Regions from separate parts of the Mus musculus genome. Here all the other regions are linked to region 7. Evidence: chromatin contacts called from public Hi-C, HiChIP or PLAC-seq and promoter capture Hi-C data. All regions are on one chromosome and are shown on one strand. The core of a region is the stretch at or near the end of the contact, and the rest is flanking DNA. Distances in the headings are between cores, read along the strand shown. Region 1 overlaps Gm31075 (a long non-coding RNA gene). Region 2 overlaps LOC100043315 (a long non-coding RNA gene). Region 3 overlaps Nell2 (NEL-like 2). Region 4 overlaps Tmem117 (transmembrane protein 117). Region 5 has its middle 13 kb from the start of Gm31075. Region 6 overlaps Tmem117 (transmembrane protein 117). Region 7 holds the start of Nell2 (NEL-like 2).

Evidence for each region. Promoter capture Hi-C pulls out the DNA fragments that hold promoters and counts their contacts. A called contact is a pair of places that touch in the nucleus more often than the background predicts. HiChIP or PLAC-seq counts read pairs in DNA pulled down with a chosen protein or histone mark.
Region 1: an H3K4me3 HiChIP or PLAC-seq map of forebrain shows a contact between it and region 7, with 3 times the contacts expected there. The contact joins the enhancer-like site here to the promoter of Nell2 in region 7. A contact is called at or near these places in 4 of 39 promoter capture datasets (cranial neural crest, liver and stem cell-derived epiblast-like cells), 2 of 484 Hi-C or Micro-C datasets (cortical neurons and embryonic stem cells), 8 of 115 datasets of contacts at active chromatin or transcription factors (astrocytes, embryonic basal ganglia, embryonic forebrain and 5 more) and 2 of 9 other capture datasets (adipose tissue and embryonic stem cells).
Region 2: a promoter capture Hi-C map of hippocampal neurons shows a contact between it and region 7, with 4 times the contacts expected there. The contact joins the enhancer-like site here to the promoter of Nell2 in region 7. A contact is called at or near these places in 5 of 39 promoter capture datasets (cranial neural crest, hippocampal neurons, liver and 2 more), 1 of 484 Hi-C or Micro-C datasets (nephron progenitors), 5 of 115 datasets of contacts at active chromatin or transcription factors (astrocytes, embryonic forebrain, embryonic hindbrain and 2 more) and 1 of 9 other capture datasets (embryonic stem cells).
Region 3: a contact with region 7 is called in a Hi-C map of cerebellar granule neurons, with 1.7 times the contacts expected there. The contact joins the enhancer-like site here to the promoter of Nell2 in region 7. A contact is called at or near these places in 5 of 39 promoter capture datasets (embryonic stem cells, hippocampal neurons, liver and 2 more), 1 of 484 Hi-C or Micro-C datasets (cerebellar granule neurons), 8 of 115 datasets of contacts at active chromatin or transcription factors (embryonic basal ganglia, embryonic forebrain, embryonic hindbrain and 3 more) and 2 of 9 other capture datasets (adipose tissue and embryonic stem cells).
Region 4: an H3K4me3 HiChIP or PLAC-seq map of neural tube shows a contact between it and region 7, with 11 times the contacts expected there. The contact joins the enhancer-like site here to the promoter of Nell2 in region 7. A contact is called at or near these places in 4 of 39 promoter capture datasets (cranial neural crest, embryonic stem cells, frontonasal cranial neural crest and 1 more), 2 of 484 Hi-C or Micro-C datasets (cerebellar granule neurons and cerebellum), 5 of 115 datasets of contacts at active chromatin or transcription factors (embryonic basal ganglia, embryonic hindbrain, embryonic midbrain and 2 more) and 3 of 9 other capture datasets (adipose tissue, embryonic stem cells and pancreatic islet).
Region 5: a contact with region 7 is called in an H3K4me3 HiChIP or PLAC-seq map of embryonic forebrain, with 6 times the contacts expected there. The contact joins the enhancer-like site here to the promoter of Nell2 in region 7. A contact is called at or near these places in 5 of 39 promoter capture datasets (cranial neural crest, hippocampal neurons, liver and 2 more), 2 of 484 Hi-C or Micro-C datasets (cerebral cortex and embryonic stem cells), 8 of 115 datasets of contacts at active chromatin or transcription factors (astrocytes, embryonic basal ganglia, embryonic forebrain and 5 more) and 1 of 9 other capture datasets (embryonic stem cells).
Region 6: a contact with region 7 is called in an H3K4me3 HiChIP or PLAC-seq map of embryonic basal ganglia, with 3 times the contacts expected there. The contact joins the enhancer-like site here to the promoter of Nell2 in region 7. A contact is called at or near these places in 5 of 39 promoter capture datasets (cranial neural crest, embryonic stem cells, frontonasal cranial neural crest and 1 more), 5 of 115 datasets of contacts at active chromatin or transcription factors (embryonic basal ganglia, embryonic forebrain, forebrain and 2 more) and 2 of 9 other capture datasets (adipose tissue and embryonic stem cells).

The regions. Positions count from the first base shown.
Region 1 is chr15:95,192,798-95,195,497 of GRCm38.p6, reverse strand. The region is part of intron 1 of Gm31075 (a long non-coding RNA gene); the gene reads left to right. Among named protein-coding and RNA genes, the nearest start is that of Gm31075, 9.6 kb to the left of the region's middle. Within about 2 kb of position 1,342, at least 12 of the 459 cell types and tissues checked have an H3K27ac peak or open chromatin away from gene starts, as enhancers often do. A contact at or near this core is called in cortical neurons and forebrain, where this site is marked.
Region 2 is chr15:95,135,222-95,137,921 of GRCm38.p6, reverse strand. All of the region lies in intron 2 of LOC100043315 (a long non-coding RNA gene), which reads left to right. Among named protein-coding and RNA genes, the nearest start is that of Gm30810, 57 kb to the right of the region's middle. Within about 2 kb of position 1,396, at least 29 of the 459 cell types and tissues checked have an H3K27ac peak or open chromatin away from gene starts, as enhancers often do. A contact at or near this core is called in forebrain and hippocampal neurons, where this site is marked.
Region 3 is chr15:95,235,389-95,238,088 of GRCm38.p6, reverse strand. The region is part of intron 16 of Nell2 (NEL-like 2); the gene reads left to right. Among named protein-coding and RNA genes, the nearest start is that of Gm31075, 33 kb to the right of the region's middle. Within about 2 kb of position 1,373, at least 1 of the 459 cell types and tissues checked has an H3K27ac peak or open chromatin away from gene starts, as enhancers often do. A contact at or near this core is called in cerebellar granule neurons, where this site is marked.
Region 4 is chr15:95,048,006-95,050,705 of GRCm38.p6, reverse strand. The region is part of intron 6 of Tmem117 (transmembrane protein 117); the gene reads right to left. Among named protein-coding and RNA genes, the nearest start is that of Gm30953, 9.6 kb to the right of the region's middle. Within about 2 kb of position 1,390, at least 4 of the 459 cell types and tissues checked have an H3K27ac peak or open chromatin away from gene starts, as enhancers often do. A contact at or near this core is called in cerebellar granule neurons, cerebellum and neural tube, where this site is marked.
Region 5 is chr15:95,215,840-95,218,539 of GRCm38.p6, reverse strand. No RefSeq gene overlaps it. Among named protein-coding and RNA genes, the nearest start is that of Gm31075, 13 kb to the right of the region's middle. Within about 2 kb of position 1,384, at least 18 of the 459 cell types and tissues checked have an H3K27ac peak or open chromatin away from gene starts, as enhancers often do. A contact at or near this core is called in embryonic forebrain, where this site is marked.
Region 6 is chr15:95,027,867-95,030,566 of GRCm38.p6, reverse strand. All of the region lies in intron 6 of Tmem117 (transmembrane protein 117), which reads right to left. The region is part of intron 1 of Gm30953 (a long non-coding RNA gene); the gene reads left to right. Among named protein-coding and RNA genes, the nearest start is that of Gm30953, 11 kb to the left of the region's middle. Within about 2 kb of position 1,251, at least 10 of the 459 cell types and tissues checked have an H3K27ac peak or open chromatin away from gene starts, as enhancers often do. A contact at or near this core is called in embryonic basal ganglia, where this site is marked.
Region 7 is chr15:95,526,676-95,529,375 of GRCm38.p6, reverse strand. Nell2 (NEL-like 2) reads left to right here and starts at 1,362. Exons shown (of 20, transcript NM_001356951.1): 1 at 1,362-1,575; 2 at 1,971-2,099. The coding sequence starts at 1,512.

The DNA of each region.
Region 1 (2,700 bases), core at 93-2,592, 330 kb after region 7:
ATTGTGCCAACTCTGATGGCCTTTGTTCATCCTATCCTTCATTCTCTAACATTTTCAAGTCTATTTCCCTTAATTCTTTCTTTACAACATTGACCATCCCTGAACATAATTATCATTTTATTGCTTATTGCCAGATTTCAGCTAGAAGTTAACTCCCCTGATGCCAGCATCATTATTTCCCTCACTGATGCATCCCCAGAACATGCCACACAGGATAGTTTCGCTTCACTTTTGTCAAAGGATATACACATATATACACATGTACTCATGCAAAAAAAAACACACAGAGGCAAATATACACATATGTACCTCAAATATAAACACATATTTTTACATATAAGCACATTTGAATACATATAAGTGTGCATGCACATACATACATGTTCATGGACAGGAGTACACATAAAATGAGCATGTATACATACATGCAAATATACATGTACACACAGTTAAATATGGACACACAGTCATATGTATCACACATATATGTGAACAAGGCAAAAACATATACACCCATCAATTCACTGATGGAGGTGCTCTCACACAAAAGCACACACACACATATATAAACATATGTAGGCACACATATGAATAAACACTCTAGCACATGTACATATGCCATCATGTAAATACCATGAAGGTGCAAAGAGTGTATAGCATATACATACACACAATGCCCACAAATGTACATGTGCATACATATGCACAATTGAATGTGAATATGCCCACACATGAATGTATAAGTATACATATGCAATACAGCATATACCCAGACACATGCATTTGTATGTACATACATACACTCACAGGCATACACATACAAAGTTGCATATACCACATTGAGCATATATGTGTGCACAGAAGCATGTTTGGGTACATATAAATACACACAGGCATGAATACACTTACCCACATGTACACACTTACAATGCCCACATGCATATCCACACACACACATACATACATGCATTCACCAGAATACATACTTTAAAAACAAAGCTGCCTTGTTAATTAAACTGGGTTATTAATCCCTTCTTCTCTGGGTAAACACACAGACAGGTAATGAGAGTGTTGCTGGACTCTTCTGATTTCTGTTTTCCATCCCTATTCTTCCTGGGCAGATAGAGACGATGGAATGCTGGAGTAAGTGGGTCTGACTGTGTTAGCCTGGCTCAGAAAAGTGATCAATGGATAGAGTAATTCTGCTTCATGCCTTTCTGAATTCTTCCTCTTTGTGCTTTGGTTTCTGCCTCGTCATTTTCAGGAGACACTTCAGGGCACTGTGTAAGACTCTGCAGCTTGTCTTAACTTTTTATCCCACTGGGTTGGATCAGCGTGGCGGGTTTGGGAAGACAGCCAGAGCTCCGTGTTTGCATTTGCTCCAAAGAGATGCCCACTTACTGCAGGCTTGCTCAGTAGAGAATGCAAATGCCACACCTCACAGCATTGAGCCAACTCACTCCCCCAGAGCGGCCTCCCCAGAACCCCTGTGCTTGTCACGTTTTCATCTTCCATGTCTTTGTGTGGTTAAATCATAACTTCAAGTCAATCTAAACCATTCTTATATGCAAGGGTGGAAATGCATGTGATGTTCCGACTCGCAGAACCCACAGAGGAATGCTACTGTTGCTTTGCAGCAATGCTAGCTCTGAACATGAAATGAAGTAAAACCCTGAGTTTTTCTCGCCCTGCATTTAAATCAGTGCCTTTGAATTCTTTATGAAAACATGCTGTAGTTATTTTTAACTCTTTGGCATGCTTTACATTTTCTATCTCATCTTTTTTTTCTCTTCCACCATTCTTTTCTGTTGTACTCAAGTTGGTCTCCTACTCATTTATAGGTTGGATTTCCCCAGTCTTCATGTTGCTTGAAGGGAGAGGGAAGACAATTCTCTCTCTCTCTCTCTCTCTCTCTCTCTCTCTCTCTCTCTCTCTCTCCCTCTCTCTCTCTCTCTGAATCTGTGTGTGTGTATGTATTCTCTGTGTGTCTGTGACTTTCTTTCCGTGTGTCTCTTTGTCTCTCTGCCTACGCTTGTGTGTGTGTATCATTCTCTGTGTGTCTATGTGTCTGTTTCTCTCTCTTTCTCTGTATCCGCAACTTCCTCTGTGTGTGTCTCTTTGTCTCTCTGTCTATGTATGTGTGTATCATCCTCTGTCTCTGTCTCTCTGCCTCTCTTCCTGTCTATCTCTCCGTGTGTGTGTGTGTGTGTGTGTGTGTGTGTGTGTACAAATCTCATAACTTTCAATCAGACTCACAAGGAAGCAGATGGCTGATTTACAGTGCACAGTCTTAAAGCCTGGTTTAAGGCAGTACATAGCATTTTTGAAGCCTGGATGCCAGCTTGCTATACAGTGAGAAACAAAGGCAAAAACAAAAAAAATCTAAGCTGCTACCATACTGATCGCCCAGATGTCAAAGCCCGCTCAGGCTGAAGCGGCAGTGAGGAGCGCGGATGCAGCCTTACCGGACAGCACTTCCGCTTCCAGCAGCTGCTCCTGGTCAGTAGGGCTTTCTGCCTGTGGCACCAGTAGCTGCTCCTTCTGGAACACCTCCCATGAACTCAGTGCTCCCTTGCTTACAGCCTTGAGTGATGGCATCTGCATTTAGATCATTTTCCTACTGTGGCTTGTCAATCTAGTTTCTTACGCATTTTCTGGGGGCCGAGTGTGTTTACTGTTCTTGATAAGTTGACTTTTTGA
Region 2 (2,700 bases), core at 147-2,646, 390 kb after region 7:
ATTAATGCCTGGGTGTTAATCATCAGAATTATCAGATGTGTGTGATGTCAACGGTTTGCATTTTAAAACATCTAATTTTTAATATCCACTTATTCAGAAAGATTGGCTCGTATGCTAAGCTGATGGAAGTTGGCGAGCTCATGATCACCACTAGGCAGTCCAGAGACTCAAGGAGCTGATTGTGCAGGTCTTGTCTGAGCTACAGCTCAAAGACAGACAGACAGGAGGAGCCAGCAGTTTCTTCTGTTCTGCCCATCGTAATCAGCTCTTGAATTCCATTTGGACCTTCAACAGATTGCATGAGATGCCCACCCACATTGGGATGGGCGATCTGCTTTATTCAGACTGTTGGTGTAAAATGTTAATCCTGCCAAAGACACCTTCAGAGAAACACTTAAAATAGTTGTTGACTGAATGTTTGGCTTAATAAACAGACATAAAATTAACCATCACAGCAACAAACCTGCTGAGAAAATTAAGATAGAAACTGGCTACAAGAGACCCACCAATGGGATTCCCACAGCCCTTTGTCGTCTGACACAGGCTGGGAGCAAGTGGGAATTCATTATTGTATCCAGCAGCTCCTTGTTTCTTTATATGTAAGGCTTGTCACATAACAGCATGCTCGGCCTGGGGGACGCAATGGAGAGCTGAACGGCTCTTATCCTGTGGCCATTTTCCCTGCTGTAGAGATGCCGTAATCAGTGGCTTGCAGACACAGAATCTGACACACTGTACTTGGCAATGGTGACAGAAAAGTACAAAAGAGCCACAGCCTGGGAGCCGAGTAGCAGTTACAGAAGGTCTCCTTGACCGAGTGGGGCATCAGCTGAGGCTTCAGGGAAAGGGGGGTGGGGGGGCAAAATACAGGAGAGAAGAAAGGAAGCTGGCATTTGCTCAGCAGGCATGTTTTTTGGCAATTGGACTAATTCTCTGAGGTGACCAGAAAAAAAAAATCTAACCTCGTGAATCTTGTAGTCCACTGAGGGGCAGAGGTGAGGTGGAGACACATACACATGATAAGCTGCATTATGACTGGGTACTGAAAATGTTGACCAGGGTGAGCTTCCTCGGGAACATGGGAAGATGAGGGTCATGTTGCTAGTCCCCAAGGCGGTGGCATTTGAACAAGGACTTAAAAAAATAAAATAAAATAAGAGAGCTGACTGCGTGGACATTTGGAGGATGGCATTCAAGAAAAAGAAATGTAAACGAATGGCCTATGGCTAGTCCGAACATGGAGCTGGGGGACAGGAGCAGCACATTGTGAGGCATGTGGGCAAAAGCACGGACAATGACGCCATCATAGCGCAGCACGGGACAGCGCAGCACTGGGCAGCACAGCACCGCAGCATGGAGCAGGACGTCACGGAGCAGTGTAGCACGGGGCAGTGTAGCAACACACTGGACAGCATGACATGGGCAGTGCAACACAGGGCAGCACAGCTCGGGGCAGCACAGCATAGGACAGTGTAGCATGGGATAGCGCAGCACAGGGTAGTACACGAAGCAGGGCAGCATCACAGTGTAGCTCTGGGCAGTGCAGCTCAGGGCAGTGTAGCACAGGACAGGACAGCACGGGACAGTGCAGCACGGGGCAGCGCAGCATAACAGTGCAGCTTGGTACAGTGTAGCACGGAGGATGAACACACTATAGGAGAATGTATGTCGTCACCACAGCCCGTGCCTGCCATGCTGACTATCTCAAAGGCTATACAAGACTACTCAGAGTAACTATCACAAGATCATTCCTGCAGCCTGCATCCTGGCTCTGTTCACTATGAACATTGTGGTACTAGTAGTTATTTAATCTTCCCACGAATGTGAAAAACGGTGGTTCTAGTACTAGATTACATTGTTGCTATGACAACTGATTTAATGAGTGTGGGTGGGGTGCTTATGAGTAGATGTATTAGCTTGAGTCTTTATTCTCAGCATTTCTGTGGGGACCTGGGAGACATGGACAGAATTCCCCCAAAGCTTACAGGCCAGCTAGCTTGGGGCCAGTTGGCTTGAACTGTGTTGTAGGGAATAGTAAATATCCTACTTCAGATCTAGGTTGGAGGGGAGAACTTCTACATGAGAGGAATAACATGGGTACTCCTGCGCACGCACGCGCACACGCACACACACTGTATCAAGATGGAAACATTCCATCCGGTAGGGAAGTTCCTTAGGCAGGAAGGTAAACAACTCATAAGTCCATGTTAACCCACCTGCTTCCCTAGGTCCCTCCCCGCTAGAGTAAGAGAGAAAAGCTGAGAGTCCCTCTCAGAGGCGTGAAACTGAGCTTCCAAGAAGCCTCTTAGTCTCTTAGGGCCTGAAAAGAAGACTCTGAGACCAGATAGGCTGCCTGGACGAGGCTGAGCCCACTTGGAAAGGACACCTTTCTACCTGCTGAGCTGCCTGCAGGCAGTGTCCTCCAGGTTCCCAGCTTTGTGAGCTGTCACTCATGCTGGGGAGGACTTTGGTGATGTGGCTGTCTTTGTGTCATTTCTGCTCCTGGGAGTAACCCTTCACCCATATTCCTGTAAGTAACCCCAATTAAACTCATTGGTTCACCACGTTGGACTTTGGTGGTATCTGTACTTCGGTCTATCATGGCTTCCCTATTTGGGATGAATAGATGGGTATGTTGCATCTCTCTGGGAAGTTTTGTCATACAACACACACACACACACACACTCATAATGTACAGAC
Region 3 (2,700 bases), core at 124-2,623, 290 kb after region 7:
AGCTCCTGAGTTTCCTGTCGCAGAGGACAATCATAAACCCAAATGAACCCTTTCCCCCTGGAGCCACTTCTGTCAGGGTATTGTATCAAGCCGCAGAAAAAGAAACAGCCACACTGAGGAGAGATAGGGAATCTTTTAAATTGAAGCATGTTAGGCATATAATTTATATCAGAATTCAACGTGGGTATGAACTATAGAATAGATAAATATTTACCATATTAAATAGACGTACTGTTCAAACAAAAAACCAACAAGTGAACTCTTAATTCAGGAAGTAAAAAGACAATGATGCATTGAAATAAAGCATGAGAAATGGAAGACGGCATAGTAAGGGAACCTGTCAGATATGCAGAAATGCCTCTCAAGGAAAACCCACAAACATAGAAAAGTTTTCCCTTTGGAAACATTGTTCTGGAAGCCGCGTCTACTAAGATTGATCAATAAAATCTGTAGCATTTCTTAGAAGACTGTACGATTCACTCCGAAGTCAGCACTATCTGGAGGAGTGCTTTAAAAGAGCCAACCTCCTAGGTTTAAGAAACAGACCAGACCAAGGGCCTCTCCTCCCATTGATGGCTGACCAGGCCATTCTCTGCTACATTTGCAACTAGCGACATAAGCTCTGGGGGGTACTGGTTAGTTCATATTGTTGTTCCTCCTATAAGTTTGCAGATCCCTTTAGATCCTTGAGTACTTTCTCTTGCTCCTTCATTGGGGGCCCTGTGTTCCATCCAATAGATGACTGTGAGCATCCACTTCTGTATTTGCCAGGCCCTGGCATAGCCTCACAATAGACAGCTATATCAAAGTCCTGTCAGCAAAATCTTGCTGGCATGTGCAATAGTGTCTGGGTTTGGTGGTTGTTTATGTGTTGGATCCCCAGGTGGGGCAGTCTCTGGATGGTCCTTCCTTCTGTCTCAGCTATGAACATATGCCTCAGTACAGAGGAATGCCAGGGCCAGGAAGTGGAAGTGGGTGGGTTGGGAAGCAAGGCGGCGGGAGGGTATAGGGGACTTTCAGATAGGAAACTAGGAATAGGGGATAGCATTTAAAATGTAAATGAATAAAATGTCTAATAAAAATTAACATTTAAAAAAGAAAGATTCCATTTAAAAGAAAAGAAGAGAAAAGAAACAGACCAGAAGTCCCTGCAGATGCCCGTTTCCTGCAATTAGAGTGATTTGCAGAATTGTAATATTAGTATATAGAGATATCCAGCTTTAAGAATATGGTTAGATCAGTGAAAGTGCCACTTTTCTATTGTTAAAAGGGGGGACACATTTCAAACTGGAGAAGCCAGAGCAGTGTGTTTGGTGGTGCTCCATCGCATATGTTCACGAGCTGCATAAATAGAAATGTAAATCCCTGGCAGTCCTTCCCGTCCATCCCAGCAGGTCAGACTGTCTTCCCAGATGACAGCTGGAATGCCACTTTCCTGCTCTGTGCCAGCATTTCTCCTATACCTGAAGTTTTGAGAAATGGGAACACAATCCAGTAGTGTTCCATAAAATTATATATTTAATGCTTATTTGCCCATAGTTTTGTCTTTTTTTTAACTTCTAAAGAATATCCAATTTGGTGGTTCGATTAAGCTTGAAGTATCATGTTCAAGCCAAATATCACACATTACTTATTTAATAAGAACACACAAACTAAGTGCACCTAGTTCAACCCACCACGTAAATATTGAACATATGGACAGCTGCACTGGTTACAGTGGTAGGTGTATCAGGAGAGAGGATGCTGTAAGCTCTCAACAGAAGAGTCCATGAAACAGGGTGGAAAGTGTTGGGAAAACTCTTGAACATAACATAAAAGATGTATCATGCAGAGGAGAAAGGGAGGGAGAGAGGGAGGAAGGGACAGAGGAAGAGAGAGAGAGAGACAGAGACTGAGACTCCTCCCCCTTCTGAATTAAGGGAACCTTCTTAGACTGCTTTGAATTTGTTCCAGGACTGTGTTAAGCACAGTGAAATTATTGATGTAAAAGGGGTGTGTGAGCCAAGGAAGTAACTTTCGGTGTCTGCTATGCAATCTGGATGTGAGTCTGATGCACTGTTTATGAAAGGATAAATAGTAAAAGCACATATCTGAACCAAGTCCACATCTTGGTCCAGTCCTATCTCGTTAGCTCCAGCCCTATGTATCCAACACTAGGCATCTTCATGCCGAAGCCCAGAGGAGATCCAACAACAGATCCCTAACAGAGTGTAGACTCAGCGTCCTCCCTGGCCCCTCTTCCATTCCCCAGTGATGTAGCATTCTTCTTTCAGTACAGCAGCAACCACATTTTCTAAGACTGGGACAGACTTGATCTGTCCTCTCCCTAGACGTAAAAACAGAAACCCATTCGCATTGGTCCTTTGGTACCTCTTGCTGTGCATTCCCTAGAGTAGCCTTGTGCTGAAGAGTCAAACCTGGGTCCTGACTGCCTGGTTTCCATCCAGACATCTTCACCATCTCGACAAGGGCCTCGGGAAAGTTTTACAACACTTCAGGCCTCAGTGTCCTGGTCTATAAACCTAGGGCTTCTTTGTCACGTCACCCACTGGCATGAGGACCAAATGAGCTCCCCGTGGAAAGAACTCAGGACCTCACACAACCACAGCCTCACAAGTCTGCATTCCTGAACCAGACAGCTCACCGGTCTCTTGGCTTCAAACTCTAATCCACTTAAAGCCATTTTCCAAAATGAAGGCA
Region 4 (2,700 bases), core at 141-2,640, 480 kb after region 7:
CCATGAGCAGGTGGCGATGAGAGAGTCTTTGTGGGGAGGTCACCATCGGGGTCCCAGATGGAGAGTCACTTTGAGGGAGTGACCAGGAGGACACAGGAAGAGCAGGAGCAGCCAGGGCAAGACTAAGATGATAGGTAACAGAGCACATGGCTGGAAAGTAATCAAGTTGGGTTAGAATACATGATTATCTGCCCAGCTATAGTGCAAGAAGCATTTTAATAAACACAATACATCTCCATGTCATTATTTGGGAACAAGGAAAACAGAAAAGCATCAACTAACATCAGAGTGTAACGGAGACATAGACATAAATAACAACAAATGACCGTAAACATAGGAGCATCATTACTGCACCCAAGAATGAAAAAGACAAGGATAAGAAAGAAACTGAGACAACTTAAGATCACCAAAGGCTTCCTAGACGAGGTGATTTTGCTAATTGAAGAGTTAGTGGGGGAGCACAGAAACAACGAGGGTGGGACAGACCTGTGCAAGGGCAGTGGGACACTCAAGTGGTTGACTGTGTGGGAGACCCATGGTGGAAGGAATTAATGAGTGGGAATTAATCTTAGTGTTTACAAGATTGTAAAATATTTCATATTCCACGGTGCCAACAGTGGCTCTGCTGCCCCTCCGTGGCCTGATTCCTCTTATCAAGGTGACCATAAGAGAATGTAGGTGGAGTTGTGACTAGGGCAAAGATAGTCTTCCCTTAAAGAGTTGTTCCAGAAGCCTAGACAATGGTGAGGGGTCCTGAGGGATGAGCCTGCAGTTAGCACATTGGACAGGAGTGCCAAAGGTTAGTGCCACAAAAAAGCCACAAGCCTTTCTTTACTCTGGAGATGGGGTGGCTGGTCATATGAGCAATGACGTCATCCAACACAAAAGGAGATGCTAAGGTAACGGAAGGAGTTTTTGTGTATCGTGTGGGAGACTCCCGTTCATATGGAGATGTCTGACACAGCAGAGACTGTGGAAGGGGTCAGAGCCGGAGAACAACTGAAAAAGATCAAGGTGAAATAAGTAGAAGAAAATAGTTCAGAAGTCACTGACTATCTAAGGAGGAAGCACTAGGGCCAACCTTACTCTGCCAATGCTGTCTTTCCAGCCAGAGGTGCTATTGACACCATGGGCTTAAGCACCAGAAAAAGGCAAACAGAGAAGGGTCAACGGGACCTAGGTCAGGCACCTTTTGCTCCTCTGTAACTGAGCATGTGTGCCAATATTGTTGTTTGACAAAGGACAACTTTTAAAACCGACCAAAGAAGACAATGCCTGTGAATTTGCATGGGAAGTGGCAGAAAGCCAGCGAGCCACCACAGCCCTGCAGAGACTGCCCAGTCTGTGCCAGATCTGCTGAGTTTTTACCTCCAGCTAGATGAGGTACAGATGCTTCCTAGTGCTCTCTAGGTCAGCGGCTGCCTGCTGCATTCACCACTCCTGATCTATGTACCGCCTCCTGGTGCTATGGCTAAGCCACAGAGCACCTTGGTCCAATTATTCTGGGAAAGGATTCCTTTAGGTTTTTATCATTGACATTTTCCCGAAGAATCAAGCCTATATTTTCAGGGCTGGCAGAATGAACCGTGTAACGTTTGTGGTTTGGCTTTTTCTACATGCAAACCCTTGAGTGTATTTTAAACTTCTCTAGATGAATTGTTTTACCAAAGACTTATTAGTTTAAAAAACAAATGGACCTCCAGCCGGCCAGTACCATGCGGGAGCGTCTGTCCACACCAACTCCAGGGAAACACAGTCCAGGGATGCTGTGGAACGCCACATCTTTTCAGAGCACCCCCAGGTCATTGCTTGTGTACCCGCCATTGAGCGTTGGCTCAATGGGAACTAAACCCACACCCAACATTTCTATTTTGAGGGACACGGACAGACAAATTAACAAAGCCACTATCCACATGAGTAAATTCCAACAGAAGTTTGATCAGTCTAAAGCAGTAATCACCAGAAGATAGATAGATTTCGAAATAAAATATACAACCAGATGGAGATGGGGTGCAGAAAACTCATTTTTCAAATTCTTGTGCGTCATTTAGCTTTCATACCAAGCATGAAAGTTTAGTTACCACAGCCTTTGGCAATAATAGTAAAAACACTGCACCATGAATCTATTTACTTTGGGTCTGCTGACTTTATTAGTTTTAATACTAATAAAAGCTATATATTACGAGTATGCTTATCAGATTAATTCTAACTGACTGCCCTTCCCAGAGATTACGGTTCTGCATACAATTATTAAGAGAAATGAGAAGACATAAAACTCCCCACGAAGACTGATTATTTCTACAGCTTACCACTACTGAAATTGTTTCCCCAATCAAAAGCACGTTGCTTTCGTTCTGCAAAGTGCTTCTTTTACAACTTCAAGTTACCACGCATGTATGTCTGACTTAATGAAGAAGCTAAAGTGAAAAAGGCAAAAAGTGAATATAAATGAAAAAGAAGATGAATGTGTTCTCAGCCTCCTGCCTGACCCCAGTGCAGAGGGGGCTGCGTGGAGGGCAACTGCCGGGAAACGCAATTTTAGCTATTTTATGCCGAGGCCATATATCTCTGGGTGCCAAGCTGTGTGAAGAATGGATCCTGCTGCAGAAGTACAGCTTTGCTTCCCATAGATAACTCAGCATGAGTTATCAAAAATACTCGAAACTGTAGTCTAATCGTTATAACTCACTTGGATTTTTG
Region 5 (2,700 bases), core at 135-2,634, 310 kb after region 7:
GGAATGAAAGCTATGATGTGGACAGGCAATAAACACTGTGAGCCACAGCAGGGACGGCGAAGTCACTCTCCGTTACCAAGTCATCATTGCTGTGGGAAAGCCAGTGTGAGCTGAGTGAGGGAAATGTTCATGTCTAAGAATGTTGGCCTGGGAAATATTTATTGCGTATGTACATTTAAGTATCTTTATATTTCCTGGGTTTGCCACAAGTGCCTCTGTCCAGCTTTCTGCTCATCTTTAATTTAAAATATCATCGGAATATAAGCTGTCTCTCTTTTTGTCTGCCATGCTGCTCTGGCAAACAGGAAATTTAGTGTCCAAGAGTATAGACATTAAGCTGAAGGTTTTATATACTCTCCATTACATGTAACTGAGATCTCTATTGAAATCTCCTGAAACAATTTATTTTGCTTGCTTTTATGAGATTAACAAGTGTGTGTGTGTGTGTGTGTGTGTGTGTGTGTGTACTCGCGTGTGCGCGCGAGCGTGCGCAAGCTGTACATCTATGGCTATATTCAATTAGTTACTTATACATGTCAAATAAGGCTGGAGTACCATATCCTAAGTCATTTTTAGTCTGCTTAGGACTTGTGATGGTTCGTATATGCTTGCCCCAGGGAGTGGCACCATTAGAAGGTGGAGTAGGTGTGGCCCTGTGGATCTGGCCTTTAAGACCCTCAGCCTAGCTGCCTGGAAGTCAGTCTTCCACTAGCAGCCTTCAGACGAAGATGTAGAACTCTCAGCTCTTCCTGCACCATGCCTGCCTGGATGCTGCCATGCTCCCATCTTGATGATAATGGAGTGAACCTCTGAACCTGTAAACCAGCCCCATTGAAATGTTGTCCTTATGAGAGTTGCCTTGGTCATGGTGTCTGTTCACAGTAGTAAAAACTAAGGCAAGACTATAAGCATATCGGTGTCTGGCAGGCCCCACTTTCCATAGGTCACAAGATGAGTGAAAACTCACAATACCAAGAAGGGCAAGAGAACACGAGTGCCTTTTCAGGGATGTTAATTCAGCAAATCCGTTCGCAGTGATCACCTCCCTAGAGACTTATAAATAGCAGGCCCCAGGGAGGTTATTATTTTATCTGCAGAGCCCTGAAAGCAATAATTAACTGTTCCTTAAGAGCACCCTCCCTTTAAACCAAGACCGTTAATGCCTTGTTTCTCACTCTGTGATAATTGGAGAAGATGCCGTGGCTGAGCTCTTCCTGCATTCTGGGAATCTGAGAACAAAGTGGCATGCATTGAAACTGCCGGCCCCTGGCTCTTTAGCAGGAAGCATTGCTAGCAGATTCTATCAGCACAGTTCCCTTTCCCTAAGGTTGAACACAGTGCAGACCATTCAGAGGCAGCTACTTCACGAGTAACATATGTTGAATTGTATCCCTTTCCTCTCATTTTTAATGACTAGCATACCACCCTGGTGCTCCGCTTCCCACACTGGCAGAGAGTCATGGTTTGATTTGGTTTTATGCCAGCAGCACCCCCTTTCATCTTTCCAACCATCTGGACACCTAGGCTGTACCCCAAGATGAGAAACTGATTGCCTTTCCTAAATGAACAGTGCCTCAACACTCGAGAGCGGCAGTCAATACTATAGATCGTTGGAGAACAGAAATTACTCACTTGAACAAAGTTTAGGTTACACATGCTGAATAAAAGATGAGCTTTGGCTCACTAAGCATTACCTCATTTAGCCAAGCTCCCTGTTACGGATGAGTTAAGAGCTCCTCAGAAGGGCAGCAGAACCCAGGCACGGCAGTGGTCCCAGAGTCGTTGATCTAGTGCGTAAGTTTAGAAGCAACTATTGTTTTCAGAGCAAGACTTTGGTTTGGTTTTTCCAAGTGCAGAACACCCATTCCACAACAGTAAACTCATCTCCAAGAGATTCGAGTTGGAGGAATGCTTGTAGGCAGCAGGAGGCTGCCCTGCCTCTGTGTACACTCTGCCGGCTGTGTAGCTGGTCCCCTCTGTGGTGGGGAGGGGACCTTGTTTCATCCCGACCTTTCGGTATTGGTATGCTGTTTTCCATCTTTGAATTCGGTGTTTTCCAAGAAGGAGCGGATACTTCTGCAGAGTAAACATCCTTAAGAACAGACCTGTTGGGGAGCAACTGGGCTAAGATGGCTCTGGAGAGTTTCAGACAGGAGAATCTGAATAGCCATTGCTTGATTTCCTTCTATCTGCCAAGGGGAGAGCAACTCCCCCAAACCCTAGTGTTTGTGTTGAGTTTCGTCATTGTTCATAGATGCTTTGCATGACATTCCGAAATTAGTCTTTGTTCCAAATGACAGATACCAAAATATGTGATTCTCATATGTAAAATGTTTTGTTTAAAGCATGCTGTCTTACCTAAATAGCACACTTGTAGTATTCAGTGCTTTGGTAAACAGTAAGAAATAAGAGTACAACTCTGTACAAATTAGAAACAATACTTTATTTTTAAATAATTTTATATCTCCATAATGAAACTATAAGAATAAATATGGAGAAGTATGAAAACAGCAAAATTTTAATTTATTTTCAAGATAAGGGATCTTGGTTTACATATATCCTATGATGATGTGTGACCCTATGGAGAAAAATGTAAACCCACATCCACTGAGTCTCTTTTAGTGACTTTATGGCAGATACGGGTCTGGGCACTGTGGGGAGGAGCCTTAGTGGCCCATCTTCCCTGCAGCAATATAGAAA
Region 6 (2,700 bases), core at 2-2,501, 500 kb after region 7:
TTCCTTTCTTGTTTTTCTTGTATTTGGATGGTGCTCCACAGCTGTGGTGTTCACAATCATTTCCACATAGGACCCTGAGACACACTAAATTTCCTGGAATCTGCAACGAGATAGAAGGTTTTCTGACTGAGGTAACCTTGTGCCTCTTACGGCCTCCCATTGCCCCTCGGTTGGCTCTGTGCCGTCTCTGGAAGCGAGTCCTCTGAGAACGGTAATTTGTGTTTAACCAAGATGTATTCACGCTCCAGGCTTCAGTGGGTCTAGGAACTCCTTATGTGCCTCACGCCAGTCTCATGAGCCATTGAGGAGCTATCTTGAAGGAATGTGAAGCTTTTTCTTATATTATCAATCTTCTGCTGACCTTATCTTATTATCTAAGCTAGTTAATGGTCTATTAGCTATCTGGTAATAATACCTTCTGCCTTAGAATCCTCCAAAAGTTTCAGAAAATTCTAGAGTTGAAATAGTAAACAACACACACACACACACACACACACACACACACACGCCTAAAATTTTTAACTACAGATCTCCTTTAATGTAACTTATGACATGAATATTAACATTTGCTGTATCTAGCTAGAATGTAGTGCTATAGCTGTACATCTGCTGACTGTAAGAGCTATTGACGTTCTCCTGGAGTCACGTGCTCACTGGCAGAATGCAATGCCTCCATAGAGCTTCACATTTTCAATAGGGTTAAGGATGTTTGTCATGTAGAAAGTCTTGATAGTTTTTATGAATTGAATGCAGCTCAATTTGAGCTGAGGCAGATCTGTGATACGTTTACTAAATGACAGTGATTGGAAAACTGGACAAACGACAGAGGCTCATTGTTCAAGAAGTTCACAGTCTGGTGGGTTAGACGCTGCTCTGGACCCTCCAAAGGAACTCGGCTGTAACTAATACAATTAATATAAACTCTCATGCTCTGTAGTGAAAGGAGAAGAAGGTTTTTAATCACCTTGAGGAACAGCTAAAGTGTTTGACCAAGCAGAGATACTAGTGGAACTGCATTTAGGTGACTCGGCTTCTGTTTAGAAACCACTTAACTGTCCCACTGTCCCACAGAGGAAACCACATTTGTAACCTGTCACAGAAGTTCAGGCCTAAGCTGGCTCTTTAGCTTGTTGTGTGTAATGTGTCAGGATGCATTTTCCTTAACGGACATTCCATGGCATCTTAATAGCCAGCTCTGGAAGTGTGGAGAAACAGCATTAAAACACCAGGGCCTCTGACGTTGGCTGTTGTGATGTTCTTGCCGACTGGGAATGGCAGCAGCAGAAGGCGTGGTTATCTCAAAGGCCGGACCCGTTGGGAAATAACCCTACGGGATTACTGCGGCAAGAAAAACTACAAGTCTAATTTCAAATTGCTGTGTAACAATAAGAAGAAAAAGTCTTCTTCTACACAGCACAGTGGAAAATTACCTATTAATGGGCACAATGAAATATAAATATAGCAGATGCTCAAACACATAGCGTGCTCATTATCCCAGTGCATACTGATTAACTATGCATATTCCTTTTTGTCATGCAAAAACATGTAGGCGCTTTAGTGAGCATTGTTAGCATTCTTAAGCAAGTGAAAACCAACGCGCCTTTCAGTTAACATACTGTTTAACACCAATCAAACTTTCAATGGAAGCATGAACGTCTTCTATTTCATCATCTTGGTGGAAATTATGCATTTGGATGCAGAGCACAAACTAGTTATTCCTTTGTATAATCCAAACAGCTTTAATTCTTTCCACTTAGTTATCTTCCTGAACACTGTGTTACTGCGGAGAGCTTTATGTCTGAATATACTATAAATTCACTCAAATTTCAATGATGTGGACTGTATGGCTGCAATAACCCCTCCAATTTTCAAGTGTTCATTAAATTTTCCTATTAATTTTCCATTAATTTTTTTGAGATGTTGAGTACCTTAGAAGAGGATATGGCCGGGTCTTGTTGCCCCAGTAGACTACAGCTGATAAATATGAAATACACAGATGTCTCATATGTTAGAACAGATCAATCTCTGGGTTTTTTTTTTAGGGATTGGTGTTGAATAGGTCATGGTAGTGGTCTGTGAGAGAGGATCATGGGAGAGAGAGTCTGGCTGCCAGAGATTCTGCCCTGATTGGGAAACTGGCAAATGACTCAGGCTAGAGGTAAGGTCAGTGGTACTGAGAGATGGAGATTCAGTTTTCCTTAAGGGGGAGGCGGCTCCTGGAGCATTTTCTCACGGAAGGCCACATACTCAACAGTAAATGAGCTGTCCCAACTGGACCTGATGGAAAAGACAAACAAAACAAAACAAAACAAAACAAAACAACAACAAAACAAAACAAAACAAAAAAACCAAAACAGAAAGTTGCATGAGTAAGGAAGAAGTCTGGGAGGAAAGGGCAGTGAATAGGACCATAGTACACTTTAAGAAATTCTCACCAGGCAGCGGTGTCACACGCCTTTAATCCCAGCACTTGGGAGGCAGAGGCAGGCAGATTTCTGAGTTCTAGGCCAGCCTGGTCTACAGAGTGAGTTCCAGGACAGCCAGGGCTACACAGAGAAACCCGACTTGAAAAAAACAAATTCTCAAAAGACTGCTCTTTTCTGAAGGGAAATGGAGGAGTGGGTCTGGGGGAAAGGGGAGGTGGGGAGGGGCTGGGAGGAGTGGGGGAGGGGAAAATGCAATCAAGGTATAGCATATGAG
Region 7 (2,700 bases), core at 113-2,612:
CTTATCCATGATGGAAGAGAACTGACTTAAAAATTCAATGCAAAATTTAGGTAGCACTCGAAAAATATACACGTCGTTGATGTTTAATTTATTTATTCAGTCTTCTAATAATCACAAATAATCCCACTCTTTTAGTCCTAAGAATGTATGAGGAGGGGGGGTGAGTAAAGTCTACATGAGTATGGTCAACAGTGAGTGGGCTTCTTAGTTTCCTGGGCTCAATCTTTTACTTAATAAAAATATACTTATCTTACTATGTATCTACAAACCTACTTATCAACCTATCTACCATCCTATCGTCCATCCTTCATCTATCCATTCATCTACCATCATCCATCCATCCATCCATCCATCCATCCATCCATCCATCCATCTATACATAGTCTTATCTGTATCATCTATTCATTCTAACACGTACTGACACTTGTTTTTCTCAGTGGGTAGAATCCCCTTGCCTTGCCCTTTGACCCTTGCTGCTGTGTAGTGTCCTGGACTTTGGATTTGGGAAGCACTCTAAGGTTTCTGGAGCTGTCCAGCAGCTCCTGGCACTTGGCTAAGTTCTGTGTGCTGTCTGCGCCTGGAGGCTCTCCAGCGCCCCGCCCTGGGCAGAAAGCCTCTCAGTCTGGGCTGGCCAGGCTTCCCCTGCTCACTACCCATCTCCTTCGGTCTCCCGCGCCTGTCCAGCTTCACCTAGGAGTCTTGCGTGCTTTGGCTGGGTTCCTTTTCCCGCCCGGGAGGGGGTGCCCTGCGCCGGGGCTGCCGTGCAGCGTGAGTGTCTAAGTGAGGGCTTCCCTCTTTTGCCCGAGGCGGCCGGGTGCCTTTCTTTGCAACCTCGCCTCCTGCGGCTGGGTGGTCCTTTCTCTCGCCGGGCTTTGGAGACACGCGCCCGATTTCGAGGGGGTGAGTGCAAACGCCGCCCATCAACTTGGCACCTGGCATTGAGATCCTAGGATCCCGAGCGGAGGCTGCGGTTGCGGGCTTGCGAGGGTGGTTGAGGACCTCTGCGGGCAGGGCTGGCTGGACCAGGCGCTGCGTGTGCAGGGGGAAAAAGAGGCCGCCCCGCCCGCGCCCCGGCTCGCGCCCCGCCCTCCCGGAGCGGTCTCGGCGGCTCCAGGCTCTCGCCATTGTCTCCGCCTTTCCAACAGGTTCGGGCGCGGGAGCGCGGGCGGGTGCGGGGCGGCCCGGCCCGGCTTTCCCGAAGCCGCCTCCCTTCCTCTGCGTGCGCGCCCGGGCCGCGTGGCTCGGCGGGGCGCTGCTCGGTGCAGGTCCCCGCAGGTCCCCGAGAGCCTGACCCGGCTGCGGCCCGCCGCGTGCGGGAGCGATGCGCGCAGAGGCGGCTCCAAGTTCGGCGCGCACCCGGGGGGGGCCGCCCCGCTCGGTCTTAGGTGTCTGAGCCCGGGTGGCGACGCCGAGGCGGTCGCAGGAGGGGCCAGCGCGGCTTTCCCGCTTCACTCCCAGCACCTCTTGGTTTTTATCTTTATTTTTAAAGAGGGAGACGATGGACTGAGACGATGCACGCCATGGAATCCCGGGTGTTACTGAGAACGTTCTGCGTGATCCTCGGGCTTGGAGCGGGTGAGTGGCCGCCGAGCAGGGCCGGGATGTTCCCCGCCATGGGGTCGCCGCCCGGTGTCCCTCTGGATTGGGGAGCTCTGGAGGATTTGCATTTGGGTCCTTTCTGTGCTTGTCCTGGGGACAGCGAGGCGGGTCACACCCTTAGGGTCTGTGGCTGAGGGGGAACTTTGCACAGAGAGGGGCTTAAAGTAGGTCAGGAGATGGGACCCAGCGCTCTGCTATTTTAAGCTTGACAGCGCGTCCAGGTAAGGCTCTCCCTGTGGAGGAGCGAGTTGCCTCTTGTCAGCACTTCCAATATCGTCGCCAAGACGCGTGCTTTCTTTGCTGCTGTAGAAGCTTGCGTTTTAATGGCCCCCTTTCTTTCTTTCTTTCCTACCCTTCCCCACTCCCACCAGTTTGGGGGCTTGGTGTGGACCCCTCCCTACAGATTGACGTCTTAACAGAGTTAGAACTTGGGGAGTCTACAGATGGAGTGCGCCAAGTCCCGGGACTGCATAATGGGACGAAAGCCTTCCTCTTCCAAGGTATGGCCCAGTGTGGAGCCCCATGTGTGTTGCGGGGAGCTGGCTCTGCGGCTTCTGGTAACTTGGCTTGGCGCTGCACGCTGCACGGAGCGGGCGGAGAGTCCCAGCTGGGGCGAGGGGGTCTCTGTGAGCTCAGGGTCTGACTCTTTTTAAGTGGGTTCTTTCTCCTCCCCTCCTCCCCCTCGCACTCCTTTTCCTCCTCCTTACTTGGTGCACTTGGTGGTTCTAATGGATAGTGCCTTAATTACCGACTAGAAACTCCAGAGGCAGATGGGTGATTTGGGCGTCTAGGGAACAATAAATTGTAACACAAACGCCTCATTTGGGTGGAATGGATTTGGGAAGGAAACAAGATAGCTCAATCTTGGTTAAAATACTGACCTCCCAAAGTTTCGGCGCTGTGGTGCCTGACCAGAGGAATTCCTTTATGGTATTTTTACTGCACATGTCTGTACTTGAAGCACGGTTACCATGGAGCGCTCCCCATTCTCCCGTGCCGATCAGCGGCGAGGGGAAGGCAATGCTACTGCTACGATTATTTTGAAATCATTTCAAGGGGACGTTCACAGAAGCATAGCCCTATATCACCATAATTGTACGT